Regions from separate parts of the Mus musculus genome. Here all the other regions are linked to region 3. Evidence: chromatin contacts called from public Hi-C and promoter capture Hi-C data. All regions are on one chromosome and are shown on one strand. The core of a region is the stretch at or near the end of the contact, and the rest is flanking DNA. Distances in the headings are between cores, read along the strand shown.

What was found. Promoter capture Hi-C pulls out the DNA fragments that hold promoters and counts their contacts. A called contact is a pair of places that touch in the nucleus more often than the background predicts.
Region 1: a contact with region 3 is called in a Hi-C map of CD8 T cells, with 5 times the contacts expected there. The contact joins the promoter of Nt5dc1 here to the promoter of Ncoa7 in region 3. A contact is called at or near these places in 1 of 39 promoter capture datasets (pre-B cells) and 1 of 484 Hi-C or Micro-C datasets (CD8 T cells).
Region 2: a contact with region 3 is called in a promoter capture Hi-C map of pre-B cells. The contact joins the promoter of Zup1 here to the promoter of Ncoa7 in region 3. A contact is called at or near these places in 1 of 39 promoter capture datasets (pre-B cells) and 1 of 484 Hi-C or Micro-C datasets (B cells).
Region 4: a promoter capture Hi-C map of pre-B cells shows a contact between it and region 3. The contact joins the promoter of Tspyl1 here to the promoter of Ncoa7 in region 3. A contact is called at or near these places in 2 of 39 promoter capture datasets (cranial neural crest and pre-B cells).

Annotation. Positions count from the first base shown.
Region 1 is chr10:34,417,265-34,420,590 of GRCm38.p6, forward strand. Nt5dc1 (5'-nucleotidase domain containing 1) reads right to left here and starts at 1,287. Exons shown (of 12, transcript NM_176968.5): 1 at 1,097-1,287. The coding sequence starts at 1,189.
Region 2 is chr10:33,949,389-33,953,056 of GRCm38.p6, forward strand. It overlaps Zup1 (zinc finger containing ubiquitin peptidase 1), which reads right to left and starts at 1,871. Exons shown (of 11, transcript NM_001359455.1): 1 at 1,743-1,871; 2 at 360-476; 3 at 1-110. The coding sequence starts at 96.
Region 3 is chr10:30,801,550-30,804,982 of GRCm38.p6, forward strand. Ncoa7 (nuclear receptor coactivator 7) reads right to left here and starts at 1,777. Exons shown (of 16, transcript NM_172495.6): 1 at 1,280-1,777.
Region 4 is chr10:34,280,726-34,284,008 of GRCm38.p6, forward strand. Tspyl1 (testis-specific protein, Y-encoded-like 1) reads left to right here and starts at 1,465. Exons shown (of 1, transcript NM_009433.3): 1 at 1,465-3,283. The coding sequence starts at 1,556. The coding sequence ends at 2,695. All of the region lies in intron 1 of Gm26564 (a long non-coding RNA gene), which reads right to left.

The DNA of each region.
Region 1 (3,326 bases), core at 37-2,536, 3.6 Mb after region 3:
TAAGATGAACCAGACTGGAATCTGAACGCCGTGGAAGGAAAGAAATTAGCACCCAGAGAACACTCTGAAAGAGTAGCCAAAGGACCAAGACTTAAATGTCTTTAAACTATGAGAAAGGAAATGAGATCTGTGCAACTGGCAAGCAAAACAGAGCCCCAGCAGGGACACACACCTTTTTTTTTTTTTAAAGCATCTGTATGCTTGAAAACACACCGGAGTGATTCAGGAGCCTCATTTTTGATTTTGGAGAATCTGACCAACTGGGGCACTGACAGGACTACACTGACTGTGGTCTGCACTAGTGATGTGGTGGGTGCTAACCGTAATAGCAAACAATCGGCTGCACACTTAATCCTCGAAAGGTTAATTGAGAAGGAACCCAGATTATTTGCCCAGTGTCACAGGGCTAGGCACTTGGTGCCAGGGTCCCGAACCAGGGACTTTGACTGCAGAGTCCTGCTTAGACTTCTCACTGTGATATTCTTAATTCTTTAGTTTCTTGTGAACCCAAAGGGTCAGAGAAAGCAGGGCGATTAAGATGAGGGTATAAGCCTACAAATAAAGCAATCTAATCCCCTCATATTCTGGGTAGATTCTGTTGAGATTACAACTTTATTTAAAACGCACAGATCAAGTAGTACGTGCACAATAAATGCTTGTTTTCTTCTCTTGGTAAAGACAAAAGGAGGTCTAAGATGTTAACGACTTCTCCCAGTGTTTCTCACAATACTATTTATTATACAGTCTCTCCCTGTATGAAATACTTAAACTCTGACAGGTGATTACTTGGGTGTGCAAAAGGAAAGATGCAGCCATGTTTTCTTGAAGTTCAAAACAAGTGGCTGTACCCACTCAGCTGGTGCCCAGAGGAGTTGGAAAAAATAATAGGGCCTGGGATCAACAAATGACACACAAAGCCCCTGACCCCGCTTTTTCAGGGTTCTACAAGTCGGCTTCCCGGCTCGGTCTTGCGCTATCTTCTGCCCCTGGCTTCCTCCTCAAGACCGCAGAACCCCTGAAAGTACACTTCCGCCCAGCGGCCGGGGACCTACGACACTCTACACAGCCGCCTTTAGAGGCTGTCCGTGCCACTCACCCGGGCGCTCTCGGGCAGGTTGTAGCGGCACAGCGTGTGGTCGAGATCGAAGCCGACCACGTCGCAGGCGCCCAGGGAGAAGTGCTGAGCCATGGCAGGGCAGCGGCGGGTAACGCAGACCGGAAGGCCGGTAGAGCATGCGAGAAGTTGCCGGGACTCTACAAGCGTAACTCGCAGGCAGGACGCGGAGCGGGGCGGGGCTTGACGGGGCGGGGCTTGACGGGGCGGAGCTTGGCGGGGCGGAGGCTTATATAAGACAGACGGGCGGGGCGTGGTCTGGTCGGGAGGAGCTAGTCAAGTAGGGCGGGTTCTGAGCACACTCCCGCGTCTCCAAGTCAGTGGCCTGTCTGCCTCCTGGATCGCCCCAGTTTTGCTGGCTGGTTCAGGCCAGTTCCACGGCTTGCTTCCAGCTAGTACAGTGCAGCAGGAGCTAAAATGCTCAACTAGGACCCTGCTAGCCAATGTCCTTAATGTAGCTTAAGGTTTCACAGAATTAGTGGGAATTCTCGTTCATTTTTCAGGCGCCACACTACTAAATGATACCAGTGAAACCTCATCCCTTGAGGCTTGAGTGTGGGAGCAGTGTGTGAGAAAATTATGAGCACAAATAACTGTTGGACCCTGTGATGGTTTGTATATTCTTGGACTAGGGAGTGACACCATTTGGAGGTGTGGCCTTGTTGGAATAGGTGTGACCAGGTTGGAATAGGTGTGTCACTGTGGGCGTGGGCATAAGATCCTCACCCTAGTTGCCTGGAAGTCAGTCTTCCACTAGCAGCCTTTGGATGAAGACATAGAACGCTCAGCTCTGCCTGCACCATGCCTGCCTGGATGCTGCCATGCTCCCACCTTGATGATAATGGACTGAACCTCTGTACCTGTAAGCCAGCCCCAATTAAATGTTGTTTTTTATAAGACTTGCCTTGGTCATGGTGTCTGTTCACAGCAGTAAAACTCTGACTAATACAGACCCCTTTAGCATACAGTTTGGTAAGTGGACTTTGAAAGTTGAATCAACAGCTTTATTACTCTATAGTTTGGTAATAAGACATGAAAGACATTCCTGGCATCATTTCAGCCATTGGAATGCATTAAAAAATATATTACGTATTATGGAAGACCACCTTACCAAAAACACCAAGGCTGGTTGTATTAGTCAGGGTTCTCTAAAGACACAGAACTTATGGAATGAGTTCTCTATATATTAAAGGAATGTATTGTGATGACTTATAGTCTGTAGTTCAACTCACCGAGCATTGGTCAACTGTTAATAGGAATTCGAAGAGTTTGGTAGTTGCTCCGTCCCGTGAGGCTAGTTGTTTGAACTGGTCTTCTGTAGAAGTAGGTCTTGTGAGACTAGGCTGGGGCCTAGCAAACACAGAAGTGGATGCTCACAGTCAGCTATTGGATGGATCACAAAGCCCCCAATGGAGGAGCTAGAGAACATATCCAAGGAGCTAAAGGGATCTACAACCCTATAGGTGGAACAACAATATGAACTAACCAGTACCCCGGAGCTCTTGACTCTAGCTGCATATGTATCAAAAGATGGCCTAGTCGGCCATCACTGGAAAGAGAGGCCTATTGGACACGCAAACTTTATATGCCCCAGTACAGGGGAATGCCAGGGCCCAAAAATGGGAATGGGTGGGTAGGGAAGTGTGTGTGTGTGGGGGGTATGGGGGATAGCATTCTAAATGTAATTGAGGAAAATACGTAGTAATAAAAAATATTAATAAAAAAGAAAAAGAAAAAGAGTGAATCTTCCTTCTTCCAATGTCCCTGGGTAGGCTTCTATGAGAAAGTGTGGCTCAGATTAAAGGTGCATACCACCATGCCTGGATCTAGGACTTGCTTTGTCCCAGGCTGACCTTGAATCCAGATATCACCTTGCCTCAGTCTCCTGGGATTAAAGGCCTGTACTACCTTGCCTGAGCCTAAGCTTTTCACGGTCATCATGTCTCAAGATCTCCATGACAAGAGCCAGATCAGAAACTTGTGTCTTCCAGCCTCAAAATCTGGATCACAGGTGAGCCCTCCAGTTCTGGATTGTAGTTCATTTCGGATATAGTCAAGCTAACAACCAGGAAATAGCCCATTACACTGGTGGTTATTTGATTATCCTGCTTTTAATTGAGTTTTTCTATGAAGACATCAAAAATGTCATTGATGAATGGAATTCATCAAAAAAAAAAAAAAAGTTTTGTACCCAGAACTTTTGTGAGCAGGC
Region 2 (3,668 bases), core at 621-3,120, 3.1 Mb after region 3:
TGGACAGATAATTTCATTTTCCATGTGAACAATTAGGTGAGCTTTCATATCTGGTTCTGAGTTTACAGTTTCACCACATATGTTGCAGGAAAGCATGGCAGAGCATGGGCCTAGAATAGAAGTAAAACAAAATTGTAAATTTGAAAGTCAAAGTTGAAGAAAAGCACATTTCATAAAAATGATTTGGGACTCTTCTGTGGAGTATTTAGAGCTATATTAGCTTTGGCAAAGAAAAATTCACTGTACTTATCATTCCTTAAATAAACACACTTATTTATAATATGTCCTAAGAAAGCCTAGCTACAGGTCAAGCATTCTTAATCCAAAAATTTAAACTCCATATGCTCCAAAATCCAAACCTTCTGAGCTGACATGTCCCAGTGGATCTATGCCTGATCTCAAACCTTCTGAGCAGACAGGTCCCAAGTGGATCTATGCCTGATCACACGATGTAGGACAGTCAAAACACTGGCACACTGAAAATAGAAATACATACAGAGAAATATGTTTTAAAATACAAGCTATATATGACACAAACAAACTTTATGTTTAGTATTGTATTTCTACATATTCTAGATAAAGGATATTGTGCCTGAATGTCAAGATATCAGAGGTAATAATAAGAAAATTTATGAGTAAAACATTTCAACAAGGCATTGGTGATACACCCTTTTAATCTCAGCACTCCTGAGGCAGAGAGCAGGTGGATCTGTTAGTTGGAGGCCAGCCATAGCTGAGTTCCAAACCATTCAGGGCTGCATAGTGAGACTCCATCTCAAAAAACAATAATACAAGGCATTTCGTCCAACAGGTAGAAAAAAAAGTATATTTAATAAGTTGTCCATGTAAAATAAAGTAAAACAGAAGGCTAATGTTGATCAACATATTTACTTGCATGTAGTAGAATGAGGAGGGTAAATCCACCTTAGTTCACTTCAGAGCTTTATATGTGTCAAACTTAATACCACTGCTGTGGTTTTACATACATGGAAACCCTGGACCAGACAGGTCACTACAGTCAGATAACGATGGAAGGTAAACACCGCAGAGCCCAAAGGTAAAAGCTGTGAGCATTGTAGGAAAACAGCACTTACCGCCAAGATCTAGGAAACTGGGGTATAGACGCTGGTTTCATTAGGTTAGCTAACAGCTCAACCCTCGGAAGTTCATTTTCAAACGAGTTATGAGATTGATGGGCTAATGGGAGATGGACTACTTGTAGGGAGGTGCTAAAACAAAACAAAACCTTTTAACGCAATCACAAACCCAGACCTTCCCCTAGACTATCACCTGGCTGTCACGTATTTTAGTAATAGGAAGGAAAAACGAGGGCAACTATTCCCTTCATCTAATTTCAGCTTTACAAAATCTTTCTACATTTTCCTTTTTCTCGTTTCTCTTCAGACAGTAATAAGTTTCTGTTTCTAGAAGGAAGTTCTATCGATACCTAGTTTCGTTTCTTCCAAGGACTGGGGCACTGCAGATAAAGGACACACTACAAGTAAGGGGGGACCTTCGAAGGGCTAGCCTGGGTACGGGATGGCGAAGGTGGTAAGGCCCGAATCTGTCAAAGTTCTGAGCCAACGTCGCACCGGTGGGGCGCAGGGAACCGGACCTGCGGCCACCCGGAGCCGGCCTGCAGACCCGGACCCACGGCTAGACCGCCGCTCCTCCCCACCGCAGGAGCCAGCCACCGCCCGAAAGCGCGCCCCACACAGCCCGCCCGATCGCCAAGGACAGACCTCCCGAGACTGCCGCGCCGCGACCCAAAAGAGAGCCCAGGCCTCCAAGAGTCCTCCGCAGTCACAACAGACCTTCCTCACTGGCCAGAGAGGGTAGAGATCCCAGCATGCCCCGCTGCAGATCCGTCTGAGTTGCGGTGCATTGTGGGACTTGTGAGGGATTTTTGCAACTTTCGCTTGCACATCAGAGCATCACTGCCCCTCCCACCTTCCAGTTGCAGTTTCCACTCCAGATATGCTAAAACCGTAACTAGATTCTGAGTACATTTAAATGTCTGATTCTGCGGCAAACACCTGTTCCTGTTTACACAGTATCTGAGCTCTAAATTATGTTCTGCGGGTTAATTAAGACAAGTTCCTTTGTCAATATTACAAAGTTGCTTATCCAGTGTTAACAGTCTGTTTCTCCCTCTGGGGGATTGATCTACGAGGCAACTACGGACGTGTTTAAATATGAGGATGACATAATCTGACAAGTATAATATTTTTAAATTATTGGGTATCGTTGAACGTGATGCATGGAGGAAATACTATTTCCTTTAGTAGAATTCCTTCTTTTAGTAAAAAAAAAAAAAAATTCGAAGTCATTGTAAGAGTGAAAGTACTCTTACAGAACATTTTCAAGCTAAAAATGAGCACATTAGCAGTTAACCATTAGCTGCGAGGCCAACAACAATGAAATCATTTCTCCAGAGGTATAAAAACGTTCAGAAAACAGAACTTTGTGGAATGTCTAAACAAGGGGCAACTAAAACTCTGCTTCCAGATTTCCTCCTTCATCAGCTTCCCACTTGACTCGTCTTTTCCTCCAAGACAGTATTAGTTAACGAAAAAAGATGAACTGGCCATCTTCTGTAACCAGGTTGTTATGCCCAGTTTGCGGGAACCCCAGGAGACTGCCAGAAATTGGAAGACCAAATGTAATATACAAAGAGTTTTTATTAACCGGGACCCGGTTCGCTATCTTTCCCAATGCACAGTGACCCCTAAATCTAGGGGTTTAAGGTATATATAGGAGGATGCATAAACTGGGGCTCTCAACCCCTGGTGTTACATGATTGGGAAGAGGAAAAGAGAACCGATAGTATTTGTTCAGACAGGGAGGAGGAATTGCGCAGCTGGAACAAGACCTTTTTGACCTGGGAAGACATAACTTATCAAAGACCAGCGTGTTTTTATAACGCAGTCACAGCTGCCTGAGAATGAGTGGACTTTATCACTTCGAGAATACTAACTCCTGTCTCCTTCAAAGGTCGGAGCCATCTGTGCTTGGGAGAGTGCTTTTATGAAGGAAGGATCACAATATTCCGGCGCCAGATTGGGCTCTCTTTTGTCTGCCCTCTTCATAAGGCCTGAAGCATCTATGTTAGGGGAAAGGGGTACTAACTGCTCTGGCTGCATGCAGGGACAGGAGAGTGCAGTATTTGACGCGCAGAGATTGGGGCAGGTTTCCTGTGTTTCTTCACAGGCAAAGCTTCCAGTGGAGGACAGGAACACCAATGCAGCTACAAAACCTGCTACCTACAACCTGCCTGTAAGATGTGCTGGAGCAAAGGTGGCACAGAACTTGAGGGAGTGGCCAACCAATGACTGGTCTAATTTCAGGCCTAGGTCACTAGAGGGAGCAGATTCCCAAAAAAAAAAAAAAAAAAAAAAAAAAAAGATGTTCCAAAAAAATTAAGTTTTGAAACATGTAGTTTGAAGAAATGCTAATTTTTGTATTTAGCTTTTGTGTAGATTTTGACTAAAGGCACATAAATTCGGATCACCAGTATTTATATTGCTTAAGTAAAAGGCTAATGCAAGATTAAAAAAAAAAAAAAAAAAACTTTGCAGAATATCTAAATAAGGGGTAGCTAAAACTCCCCCTCCAGATTTGCTCCATTACCAGTATCCATGAGATTCATCTTTCTCTTCAATCCAGGA
Region 3 (3,433 bases), core at 527-3,026:
TTGAAATGGTATTAATTGCTATAACACTGGAAAGTGGACACGAAGGGAACCTTAACAGAGCCTTGCTGTTGACGCCGGAAATGTCAATGAAAAATAACCAAGTTAGCCTGTTTATAGAAAGAAGCAATTATTTAAAATACAGTTAATTGCACTAGCAACAACAACAACAATCTTATACTATAATTTTAAATGGTTGGGTTATATACAATGTGTATCTTGAAATACAATTTCATTCATTCAACAAATAACCAACAAACAGCTATAAGGCATTCAACATTGGGGAATTAGAGAATGGGAAGAGAAGGGGGGGGTGGTCGAGGAGTAGCAGGGGGAAGAGGACCTGGTAATGATGGTGATTCTGTCCTCTTAGTATTTATATTGATTCAGTTAGCCAAAATCTTTAATCTGAAATAGTGCTTATAAAATTGGAGCTTACAATAACAATTTTTTCAAAATTCTAAACCTTATTGCTTAACGTAAAATCCAAAACGGCAGCCTGAGAGGAAACAATTTTATTAAAAGCCCTAATGTATTACTTTTATTTCAAGAACAGGAAAAAAAGACTCAACCAGATTCTCAGAAAAGCAAGGGTCAGCTCAGAGTTGAAGGCGAGGCCGGAGACAAGACTGCCTCTGCTGGCGCATCTTTCAGAGTCTCAACTCCCGACACCTGTATCAAACTTGCAGCTCTCAAACCCATTGGCTCCAGTCAGCTTTATCCTACGAGAACACGCCAGCCTCATCCATCACCTACCTAGGTAATCTGATTTCTAGAAAGACTTTCCTTAAACTGACACCCAAAATGTTAAAGTGTTTGCACCACTGACTTTATATACCACTCGGCTAGCTGTAAATTACACAAAAATTCATAACCACCCCTAAATACCTCTAAAACAACAACCGTGGTCGTCTACATTTTAGCAAAAAGAACAGGAAGAACGCATTTGCTGATCCTGTTTTTTAAAAATGCAATGACACAATCTACTTGAGCTCGAGAAAAAGGCAACGGTCTCCTTTCAAAGAAGCTCCGCGCCAACCTATCCTTCCAAGCTCTCCCAGCCCCCAACCGAGGGTCCCCTGATTGTTAGCGAGGAGGGTCCAGTGGCCCTGCGCCCCGGCTCGGCCTCGAACGTTCCAAGCAGAGCGTTTCGGGTCCCCCGGGGGCTGCGCCCAGCGCCATTAGTACACCTCGGCAGCCCAGGAGGGAGGCTCCGGTTCTTCCTGGCCGCAGCATCAGCAGCCGGTAGCCTTCAAGGCCTGGCCCCGCCTCGGCGACCTACCTACTGGGCGGGGGCGCGGGCTCCGCGGGTCTGGGCGAAGTGGTTCGGGAGCACGCATTTCTGGGAGCCGTGGCCTCTGCCGCTGGGCGCTGGGAAGCGCATCCTCCGGGGTGGGAGGAGGGGGAGGGCCGGGGAGGGGATCGCCCGCCGAGGAGGAGCTAAGGGAGGCGTCAGGCGCTGCGGGGTGCGCTCCTGAAGGGCTCCGGAGTGCCGATCTGGCCCGAGCAGCCGCCGCCGGGGTGCTCGAGGCCTCGCCCAGGTACCTGCAGCAGCACCCACGGTCAGGGCGCCGGGCGCGAGCTGGGCGGAAGGCGGGGAGCTGCGGTGGCGCGACGCCAGCCCGGCGCCCGCCTCTAGCTCCGCCCGACCCGGGGCGCGCGCTGCACTCGTCTGCTGCGGCTGGGACCCGGGAGCTCAGCCGACCGCCTTAGCGATGCGGGCTGCAGCTGCGACATCTTGCCTGCCCCGTGCGACCTCGGAGCCGCAGGCTGGACAGCCTCGAGGTGGCTCGGGCCCCCGAACCCTGGGCCCAGCGGCTCCGCCCCGGAGAGCTGCGCGCGCGGCCTCCGCAGGCCCCGGCCATTTGTGACGCTGTGATGGTCAGGCAGTCAGTGAACCGAGTACGGTCTGCTTACCTGGCCCCTAATCTTATCCCTTTTAGCTGGCTCCTGTCTGGATCTTGGAGGGAAGTTAGCGCTTATGGGCACATGTGGAGTTAGAGCCCTTGCTGGAGCCTTAAAGTCCTTTTACTTCACCTTCCAGCTCTAGGACTAGGGGCAACCATAAATTCATCCTCTGTCATTTCCAGCATTGCCTTTGGCAAAGAGGCCCACTGTCTTCTTCTGTCCCCGGTACAACATCCTATAAGCTGCCCAATTGTAAACCTTATAGCCAAGGCAATGCGATGTAGCAACGGGCAGTTCAGCTGGCTCTTGGCTGGGGCTGGAGAGCAGCTGAGTGGGAAGGTTTTTTTGTTTTTTCTTTTTTTTTTTGTATGAGCCCAGGGCCCTGTTTCTGTGAGCTTCCAACCTGTATTGGACGCTGTTCCCTTTACAGTCCAGTGGCTATAACTGCAAGATGACTCGGAGGATCTGATCGTGAAGATCACTCTTAAATACAGGAAGAAAAAAGTGTGTGTGTGACAGGTGTGTCCTAAGCCATCAACACACACAGTACATAGAGGCTTCCCCAGGTTGCTGCTGCTTCTTGGTACTGCCAGTCTCTCTGGAGGGTGGAGCAAAGCCCTTAGCAGCCATGACTCTGAGATTTCAGCAGCAGATGATGTTACATGGTCATGCAAATATGGAATCACTTCCTGGTTTTGCACTGACCATCTGTAAATTCTGACATCGGGTTTGCATGTTTATGCTTTGAGTAGGAGACACTTCTTTCTGTGTTCTTTACACCCCTTTTGGTATCAACCTTGAGTGCAGGCTCTGCTGCAGGTACTGTTCCCACCCTTTAACTCGGTCAGCACCCTTTTGTGCCTATGAACCCAAGGTTCTGACGAGAAATAAAATAGGCCTTGATTTCTTTTCTCTTAGGCAAAAGTATAACTGAGTATGTGTTCAAAGTGGTGACTTGCTGATAGAGTGTTCCCCAAGTTTTCCAATGCAATGCCAAACAATGACACTGTCTTCATTATCTCCCCTGGAAGTACATGATGGATCACATGCTAAGGATAGTTTGTCACTAAAGTGAAAGTCTGAATAGAATGGGGAGTTGTACTCAAATGGTTGGGATTGGGGGTGCTTCTAATTTAAAGATTCTTTGGTCATTCTTTTTTGTGACTGAGTATTGACTGATTCTTCTGAGTATTGACTGATTCATCTGAGTCTTGTCTTCACACAGAAATCGGAATTAGCATCGTCTACATCCCTCTTATCCAGAATAGTACCCATCAGTCAAATGTGTTCATTCAAACTTAATGAAATACAATTGTTACGACTTCCAGTCTGTTAGTTATACATATAAGTTCTAAAAAGACAAATAAAGCTTGTGATTGCCTTTTGGACAACACAGGACCCAACATTTCCTTATTACAGGGAATTCTTCTGGAATGCTTGCCAGATTTCAATGGGTAGGAAAGATATACAGAAAGAATTGGAGGTAATTTGGGTGCAGCTAGATCAAATACTATTAGAATATATACAT
Region 4 (3,283 bases), core at 215-2,714, 3.5 Mb after region 3:
AAGTCGCTCCCTCTAGTGACAGTCGTTGGAAATAACACGCCTAGCAAGAATTTAACCGTGGAAATTCCTTTCTCTGTGTGGAAGAAACAGTGCAAGGGAGAGAGGAGGAGACATTATTTACCAGAACTTCACCAAAATTGGATTACAGTTTCAGAAGACCTGACATAGGCATCTGTGTCACTCTCCATCCGCAGTTACTTTTATGAGATGTGTAATTTTCTAACCACGCCATTCTTATTGGTGCGTTTACCACTGTGATAAATGCCACGTCATATAGTTCTTATAATAACCTAAGTCGGTGACCCCTTTGCTATACTAAAATCGCCACCACTACAGTAAGCTTTATAGTAAAATTGTTAAATTTTCTATTTATGTGTGTAGATGGGTTATATTGTCTATGAACTTTATCGAAAAACGTTAAATGGTGTTTTGGAAATATTTGTTATACAGAAGGTGACATTTTTCTGGTAAATTTGAATTTGAGGACCACGAATAACTACCTTCTTTTTCTCAAAACAGAAAGGAAATGAATGTGTTCTTAAATATTAATCTATTTATGGATGCGGAAAGGAGGTGGGAGAAAATATGTATCAACTTGATATAGACTATGCATTTATGCCTATGTCCTAAAGTGACGTCACATCCCGTTCAGAGAACCCGGGAATCAAATGTCCAGGGCTCAAATCATCGCTCTGTCATTTTCTATGTTATTCTGGTAAGAGACCCAGTCTCTCCTTGTCTCAATAAAATGGATATCTTAATACATCAGAGGATTGTTATGCAAACTATTCGATGCCACGGTGCAAGACACACCAGTAAAAACAATCATTAATGATGACCACAAAATCTTTTCCAAAAAGAATAATTCCCAAAGCAAACCCACAGATCTTTGTTCCCCAGTAACGTCAGAGCTTAGAATAGAACTGAGTTTTTATTATTATTTTGAGCCAACGTGTATGCAGCCCAGGTTAGCCTCCAAGTCAACGATCCTCCTCAGCACCAGAGCACTGAGGCGACAGACAAGGGCCATCACACCAAGCTAGACTTCATTATTTTTTTCAGTTCTGTGGTGGTGGTGGTGGTGGTGGTGGTGGTGGTGGTGGTGGTGGGGAACCGTGGCATTCACCTTGGTTAATACAAACATTTGGCTCCTAGCTTTGTCTAATACCAGGAGGTGTTTTTACCGTTCCACATAAGTGGAAAGGGGATGAACTTGTTTGCAGACACAGACACACACACGGCTGCAGCCCGGATGCGGGCGAAGGGTCCAGAAGCCAGGTCCAGAAGCCCCGCCACTGTCTTCAGTCTCCTAGGATGATTGACATCCCTTTACGGAAACAAACGTGACAACCGCTATCCGCTACATTTACAGAAGCCAAACAAATACGGAAGTCACGAGCTGAAGAACCAATCAGGTGCGCTGCAGGTTCTCGCGAGACTTGCGGGCTGTGGCTCTGGCGTCACTGCGCTGGAGAGAGCGAGGGGCGGAGCTGGGGTTGCGGGGGACCGTGAGGGTTGTTGTTTGTAGGCGGAGGTCTGCGCGACTAGACCCGACATGAGCAGCCCGGAGCGGGACGAGGGGACCCCTGTCCCCGACAGCCGCGGCCACTGCGATGCTGACACTGTCTCGGGGACCCCAGACCGGCGACCGCTGCTCGGCGAGGAGAAGGCGGTGACAGGTGAGGGCCGCGCAGGGATCGTGGGGAGCCCCGCGCCCCGAGATGTCGAGGGCCTTGTCCCCCAGATTCGGGTGGCCGCAGCTAGGCAGGGAGAGTCACCTCCTTCCGTTCGGGGCCCCGCGGCAGCGGTGTTCGTGACACCGAAATATGTGGAGAAGGCCCAAGAAACTCGGGGAGCGGAGTCCCAGGCCCGTGACGTGAAGACGGAACCGGGCACCGTCGCGGCTGCAGCGGAAAAGTCAGAAGTGGCCACGCCAGGGAGCGAGGAGGTGATGGAGGTGGAGCAGAAGCCCGCGGGCGAAGAAATGGAGATGCTGGAGGCGAGTGGAGGAGTGAGGGAGGCGCCGGAGGAGGCAGGGCCCTGGCACCTGGGCATAGATCTTCGCAGGAACCCGCTGGAGGCCATCCAGCTGGAACTGGACACTGTGAATGCTCAGGCCGACAGGGCCTTCCAACATCTGGAGCAGAAGTTTGGGCGAATGCGACGACACTACCTGGAACGGAGGAACTACATCATTCAGAATATCCCAGGCTTCTGGATGACTGCCTTCCGGAACCACCCTCAGTTGTCCGCCATGATTAGGGGTCGGGATGCAGAGATGTTAAGGTACGTAACCAGTCTGGAGGTGAAGGAACTGAGACACCCTAAGACTGGCTGCAAATTCAAGTTCTTTTTTCGAAGAAACCCCTACTTCAGAAACAAGCTGATTGTCAAGGAATATGAAGTGAGATCATCTGGTCGAGTGGTGTCTCTTTCCACTCCAATCATTTGGCGGAGAGGGCATGAGCCCCAGTCCTTCATTCGCAGAAACCAAGATCTCATTTGCAGCTTCTTCACCTGGTTCTCGGACCACAGCCTTCCAGAATCTGACAGAATCGCTGAGATTATCAAAGAGGATCTGTGGCCAAACCCACTGCAATACTACCTGTGTCGTGAAGGAATCCGTAGACCCCGACGTCGCCCAATAAGGGAGCCAGTGGAGATTCCCAGGCCTTTTGGCTTCCAGTCAGGTTAATCTTTGCATTTGAAAATGCGGCCGGAACTGGTCCCTTCTCACCTGTGCTTGAGCAAATGCAACGGGTATGCAGTGTTTTGATTTCTTTCCTCCTGACTTTTCTGCATCTTCTATCTGGATAGTCTCCACCTCGAGATTAAGACTGGACATGCTTCTGCTTTCCCATGGCCTTCATGCTGTTCTGAATTAGTATCTGCTGGTTCACGGCCCTGGCTTATACCCTTTCTAAGCTCAACAATGAAACTGTATGTTACACTGCCTTTACACTGTTTGGACCCTATTGTTTTCAGTCTTACCTGTTTACTGCCACCTAGATGTCTTGCTTTAACTGGGGGCCCTTCTATTTATCTGTTCATCATGTGGCAACGTGGACACAGAGTTTTTGGACAGTTGCTGAGCCTAAACATTGAAGGAGTGGGCCACTGTCTGTGTGATTTTTTTTTTTTTTTTTTTTGGCACCACTTTCTAGGTTATATCACACTCCATTGTGTTTGCCAGTGCTCCTCACCCTCACTCTCCCACCTTTCTCCTGCTATTTTAAAGAAAAGTAGTTCAGAAACATCTGTAAGGCCAGGAGTCATTTATACT